Linked DNA regions of Pan troglodytes: region 2 is linked to region 1. Evidence: chromatin contacts called from public Hi-C data. All regions are on one chromosome and are shown on one strand. Each heading gives the region's core, a stretch centred on a gene start, on an enhancer-like site or on the middle of the called end of the contact. The rest is flanking DNA. Distances are from core to core; before and after follow the strand shown. Region 1 holds the start of COTL1 (coactosin like F-actin binding protein 1). Region 2 overlaps USP10 (ubiquitin specific peptidase 10).

The links. Hi-C and Micro-C count contacts between places; a contact is called where the count stands out from the background.
Region 2: a Hi-C map of stem cell-derived neural progenitor cells shows a contact between it and region 1, with 4 times the contacts expected there. The contact joins the enhancer-like site here to the promoter of COTL1 in region 1. A contact is called at or near these places in 2 of 7 Hi-C or Micro-C datasets (induced pluripotent stem cells and stem cell-derived neural progenitor cells).

The regions. Positions count from the first base shown.
Region 1 is chr18:82,780,099-82,783,382 of NHGRI_mPanTro3-v2.0_pri, reverse strand. COTL1 (coactosin like F-actin binding protein 1) reads left to right here and starts at 1,625. Exons shown (of 4, transcript XM_016930291.3): 1 at 1,625-1,920; 2 at 2,176-2,258. The coding sequence starts at 1,844.
Region 2 is chr18:82,897,514-82,900,754 of NHGRI_mPanTro3-v2.0_pri, reverse strand. All of the region lies in intron 1 of USP10 (ubiquitin specific peptidase 10), which reads right to left. Among named protein-coding and RNA genes, the nearest start is that of USP10, 34 kb to the right of the region's middle. Within about 2 kb of position 1,959, at least 7 of the 24 cell types and tissues checked have an H3K27ac peak or open chromatin away from gene starts, as enhancers often do. A contact at or near this core is called in induced pluripotent stem cells and stem cell-derived neural progenitor cells, where this site is marked.

The DNA.
Region 1 (3,284 bases), core at 376-2,875:
CCTCCCACTTCAGCCTCCCAAAATGCTGGGATTACAGGCGTGATCCACTGTGACTGGTCTGATTTCCTTTATTTGTGTTTAAATTTTTGATCCTTTTGGAATTTTCCCTGATCAAAGGATCCACCTCTGTTCTTCTTTCTAATGGCCAATGGTCCCATTACCCTTGTCAAGGAGTTAGGTAGGAACCGCTTTGTGGGGTATGAAATGTGAATTTCTTTTTGTCTTATTTATAACAGCATCTGCCTCTACTCTTCTGAAACTGTGTTCCTGTCCACCCACCCATTCAACTACCCATTGATTGACTGATTGATTGATTCATTCAATTTCTCGTTTTTGTTTTCTTGCTTGTTGAGAATTCTAATATTAATTGGATATTGTCCCTGACCTTTTGGGATTCTATTTAGGATTTGTTTTTATCACTTAATAACCAACAATGATGACATTTTATCGAATGTCTAGTATATTCGTTCCAAGTATCATTTCAATTACACTCAAAACAAAGCAGTGATGTCAGTTATACTATTTTTCCCATTTGAGGAGTCATTTAAAAGAGGTTTTGAGGCTTTCCAATGGCCCCCAGTTGGAAAGTGGCAGTACTGGATGCAATTCAAGAGCCCAGTCTTCAGGATCCTGCCTTTTTACCTACCTGGACGCTGTCTGTAACTGGTCTCTGTGGAATGGCTGGATGAGGGAATGAATGAATGAGTCAGTGAAGGAATGAGGAAGACAGAATGAGTCAGCTCTTGCTTTCAGAGGAGCCCAAAGGGAGAGGTTAAGATAGGAATGCAAATGACCAGAATCCAGAGTAAACGCGAGCCCACCAGCGTTTTGGAAGCAGTCCACTTTCTACCCCCTCCTATTTAAAATGCTTCATTCTTTCCAGTTCCTCCCCACCTAGAATCCATGGAACCAAACGCTGGGGTAGGGACAGTGGCCAGCCTGTCTCCTTGGGTTTGACGCATTACATCATCCACGTGGAGGGTCCCCTGTGGAGCTCTGCAGCCCTGCAGCCTCAGGGGCAGGGGGGTGGGGAGAATGAGGAACGGGGAGAGGGGGAATAGGAGGAGATGCCAGGAGGGTAAGTGGAGACGAGGGAGGCGAAGCCGGGGGCAGCAGGGGAGGGGGTCAAGGAGGAGGAAAGAAGAGAGCTTGGGGAGAAGGAAATAGGGAGGATGGAGAAGTTTTGGGCTGGGATAGGCAAGAAGAGGGAGGAGGAGAGAGGAAGAAGAATAAAGGGGGAAGGGAGAAAGAGGGGGAGGGAAGGGAGGGGGAAGAGGTCAGGGAAGTGGGGGAAGCAAGGAGTGGGGGAAGAAGAGGAAGGAGGAGGGAGAGGAGGAAGACGGGGTGGGAAAGGGGGTTGGGGTAGTGGGAGTTTCCAGGGAGGGGTCGGGAGGGGAGGAGGGGAAGTGAGAAGGAGAAGGAGAGAGAAGAGGGATGTTGGGGGAGAAGAGAGCGGGAGGGAGGAGGGATAGTGAGAGGGAGGCGGCAAAGCCCCTACTCCAGCCCCCACCGCGGAGTTGCGCAAGCCTTCCGGTCTGGGATTGGCCGCCAGAGAATCAAGACGCTCCGCCCCCGCAGCCCGACGGCCAATGAAGAGGCGGGCCGCGGCCTGGGCGGCCAATGGGCGCGGGGGGGCGGGGCGGGCCACGGCCTGGGGTCCCCGCGCGCTCTCCGTCCGCAGTGGAAGCCGCCGCCGCGCTCGGAGCTCGCAGGCGCCGCGTCGCCGTCGCCACCGCCGCCAGCCCGTGCGCCCTCGGCGCGTACCCGCCGCGCTCCCATCCCCGCCGCCGGCCAGGGGCGCGCTCGGCCGCCCCGGACAGTGTCCCGCTGCGGCTCCGCGGCGATGGCCACCAAGATCGACAAAGAGGCTTGCCGGGCGGCGTACAACCTGGTGCGCGACGACGGCTCGGCCGTCATCTGGTAGGAACTTTTCATTCCTCTCCACGCCCCGCTCCCGGGGCTCGCGCGGGGCCTCGTGCACCGAGCCGGCCTCCAGGCGGGACGGATTCGGGGCCTCCCGCGCTGTCTTCCTCGCCTTATTCCGGGACGGCGTGCCAGGCCCCCGCGGGCTTCTCCGTGGCCAGCGCGTCTGTTAGATTGTCCTCTGCAAGCGCCGCGTCGCGCGGCCACCAGCGCTGATGTGTGTGTGTGTTTTTTTCTTCTCCCAACCCAAAGGGTGACTTTTAAATATGACGGCTCCACCATCGTCCCCGGCGAGCAGGGAGCGGAGTACCAGCACTTCATCCAGCAGTGCACAGGTAGGGAGGCGCGCCTGCCGGGCGGATGCGCGGTCGTTGGGAGGTTGTCTGCACCCGGGGAGCCCCGGCCAGAGCGAACCCGGGAGGAACCGGTGGCCACATGGGGTGCCCCTGGCGCATGGCGTGGGAGGAACCCGATGTGAGCGTTTTAAGGCCTCATAAAACCTTCTCCCCTCTGGACATCCGAAGCAACAGAAGTGACCCACCTGCCTCCGCCATCCTACAATGCCTTCTCCAGGCGGGGCAGCTCTTTTGCCCCCTGCGGTCCACTGGTTTTCCAAGGTCAACTCCTGTGTTTCCAAACTCCAGTGTCCAGCTCTTCCCACTGTCCCCTTTGATCAGTCACTGAGCCCAAATACGAACAGGCTAGGGGGCTGCTTGGAAGGGAAAGAAACTCAGCCGCGCCCTCCTTTCTCCCGCTATCATTGTCTGCCCGTGTGCTGATTTTATGTGATTTTTAATTTGACGAGTAGAATCAGATGCAAAAGAGTACACACCGTATGATTCCATTTATAAATCCTAGACAAGGCGAAACTAATCTATGGTGTGAATGTCAGAATCGAGATTAGCTTTTGGGGCTAGATAGCCACTGATGGGGAGGGGCACACCACCCGGACTGCTGGGAGCTGAAAATGTCTCTGTAGACATTTGTTGATCTGGGAGGGGGTTATGCAGGTGTGTACCCGCGTGAAAAATCATCAGACTGTATACTTAAGATATGTGTGCCTTAGGCACTTCCCTGTGGCGTGTGAACCATGAAAAGAAAGACCACGTGGCAGGCATCGCCATAAACCCCTCAGTAGTGGCAGAGGCTCTGTGATGTTGGTAATGGGACCTTTTAAAGAGATTGGAGAATGCGACTCCCTCCCATTTCTGGTCTTTAGTTGGAAGCAAGCTTTCGGACAAAGGCAGCACAGCCCGGAGGTTAGGGCGTGGACCCTGAACCAGACGGTGTGGGTTACTTATTTATTTATTTTTGAGACAGAATCTTCCTCTTTTGCCCAGGCTGGAGTGCAGTGGTACAAT
Region 2 (3,241 bases), core at 710-3,209, 120 kb before region 1:
GCTGAGCCAGGAGAATTGCTTGAACCCGGGAGGCGGAGGTTGCAGTGAGCTCAGATCGCGCCACTGCACCCCAGCCTGGGCGACAGAGCCAGACTCCATCTCAAAAAGAAAAAAAAAAAAAAAGAAGAAGAAGAAGTCATTGAGAAGAATCAGTGATTTCCACAACGGAGAAGCAATGATTCATTCATTTAATCAATAATTATTTAGAACCTACAAATGCCCACGTATGATCAGTACTGGGTATAAAAATGGTAAGCAGAGTGTGGTTCCTCTGTTCTAATGGAACTAAACAGTCTAGTAGCTTCCAGGGAAATTTACAAGCCAAGTGATTCAAAAATAACCAGTAACTAAATATTACATAAATGAATAATACTCATTATTATTGTAAATGTGAATAAATGGCCACTAAATATAATACCCTACTGGTAAGAATGCACAGGGAAAACGTTTCTGCAGAGCTCTTTGACAACATCTACCAAAACTATAAATATACATTAAGAACAAAAAAGTTTTCATATAATATTTACACATACTTGCAAAAGTCAACAAAGAAATTATGTATTGACGGTAACAGTGAAAATAAACAGAGCCTCAAAATGGTTCAGAAATGATCTTCTGAAATACCGTCACTTTTCAGTGAAGAATATAGAAGGTTACACCTTCTTCTCATCACCAACACTGGGAAAAGATGATATGAATTTCACTAAGAAACCCTCAAAGCAATGGAAGGGAAAATTCTATAGGCTAAAAGGAAGCAGAAAAAATTAGCACAGACTATCACACACAAAAAAAGAGCTATCAGAGATCATGAAAGTGTTCGCGGAAATTAATTACTAATTTTAAATCACTAAATTAAAAAACTCAACAGAACGTCTTAATAGCAAAATAAACAAAGCTATGGAAGGCAATGGGGCAACATTTTGAAAGTTTCGAGAAAAACGGATTTTGTTCCTAGAATGCCAGAGGATTTTTTCATAGAATTCTATAAATTACTTTTCAAGTGCAAAAGAGAAAGAACACTTTCTGTCACATACACCTTTTTCTTGGGGGGAGGAAAGGAAACTGCTTAAGAATTCCAGAAAATGAATTCGAGAAATACAAGAATGATAAAGAAGTAAAATACAAGAAACGCACGGCAGCTGTGAAGTTTAATGCAAATATTAAGAACAAATAAACTAAAATCATGCTGTTTTGTTTAATATCAATAGTAGAAACGTGGGTACTCTGTGCACATTGCCTATGGGGTATAGCCCTGCTCTGCAACGAGCAGTTAAAAAAAAAAAAAAAGTAGAGGCCGGGAGCGGTGGCTCACACCTGTAATCCCAGCACTTTGGGAGGCCGAGGTGGGCGGATCATGAGGTCAGGAGATCGAGACCATCCTGGCTAACACGGTGAAACCCCGTCTCTACTAAAAATACAAAAAATTAGCCGGGCATGGTGGCATGCACCTGTAGTCCCAGCTACTCAGGAGGCTGATGCAGGAGAATCGCTTGAACCCGGGAGGTGGAGGTTGCAGCAAGCCGAGACTGAGCCACTGCACTCCAGCCTGCTGACAGAGAGAGATTCCGTATCAAAAAAAAAAAAAAAAAGGTAGAAATGCTATATATTAAAAGTTATCCATTTTATCTTATGACTAACAAGAAAGGCCTTTGACTTCAGAATGTGGGGAAGATACCTAGGCATAAGAAACCAGAATGTTCTGCAGGATTATCAGGTATTTTCTTTAGGAAGGTTTTCTTCCTAGACAATGGAAAATAAACATGTTTATTTAAATCATACTTCTAAGCACACTTTCTTATTTCAGTTCACATACAGCCTAAAGTTTTCAGAGCTAGTCAATCCAGTAAGAACACTACAAATCCAAATGATTTGATAAAAATCTTGGCAGCAGAGGAGGAGAGGAGGAGAAAACAAGATTCCAAGCCACTAACACACACTTCCTGTTTCAAACGCAGACACCAAGTGGCTTCAGCATGAGTCAGCGGCAAACACCCTCAAGTCATGAGCTGGAACGCTCAGAAACGGTTCACTGAATTTTTTTTCTCCTATTATTTTCAAATTTATTAGTTTTACTTAATTATTTTTAAAGTATCTGAGAAAACGTTATAGATTTTAAGCGTTTTTATTATAACTTCATGTCAATAATTTCTCCACAGATATGTACCTTCAATCAAATTACAAAATTAACTAGGGGAAAATGAGGAAGAACTTTAGGTACAGACAGCGAGAGATCTTCAAAATACTATTAAAAGAAGAAAGCACTCTCGGTGTAAAAAAGGTAGGAAAATAGAGTATCTGTGTTGCTATATAATAACATATTTGTGTTTGTTAATAATATAGATATTTGTGTCTGCATAAAGAGACACTGGAAAGATCAACAAGAAAAAATGTGGCCCTTCACCTTTGGGACAGTAGCACTGAGTGGACGCTGAGTGGACGCAGACAGGAGTGGAGGGCATTTCCTAGCACGTTTTTTGGAGGGTTTTCTTGGGAGGGGACTACATACTTTCTTCAAAACATTAATCATAAAAAGTAAACACAACAGAAATCACCTTACAACTCTTCAAATGCACCCATTTTGCACAGACATAAATTCATAAGCATGTTAGTTTCAAGATCTCACTGACAACAGCTTAGGACTTGATGAAAACATGTCACGCAAAAAAATACACCATAAGTAACTGCTGATTACCAGCTATGCAACACTGAACTATCATTTAACACTTGACAAATCACTAGCCACGGCTGTTTTGAACTCCAACTTAATTTCCTTAACACTGGCTCACATAGCTCAATAAACAACTCCATCAAAATACACGTGAATCACATTTTAATCCTTAAATGCATGAGCTTTTAAAAGTGAGCAGTTACACTTCAGCAATATTTAAAACCGGTCCTTTCGATTTTATAACTGAAATAAAGGAACGGGCTAAGAAGTCAGTGCCAAGGGTTTAAGAGCATCTCTGCAAGGCGCTCAGCCTCCCGGGGAACTTGATTAGAATTTCCATCTCCCATACAATGAGTATTCCCCATATGCTCATGGCAGATAAACTACATGTATCTTTTTCCTATGTGTCAATACAAATATAACTTATACTCAAGCAGGAATTCTGATACAACCCAATAACCACATATAAAGGAATCCTCTATTTGGGGAGTTAACCATCAAATGTCAGTAAAAGACAAGTCATCGATATCACAAGCTAGGGGAATCCTAAGAATAAAATGGAATTTCTTAGAA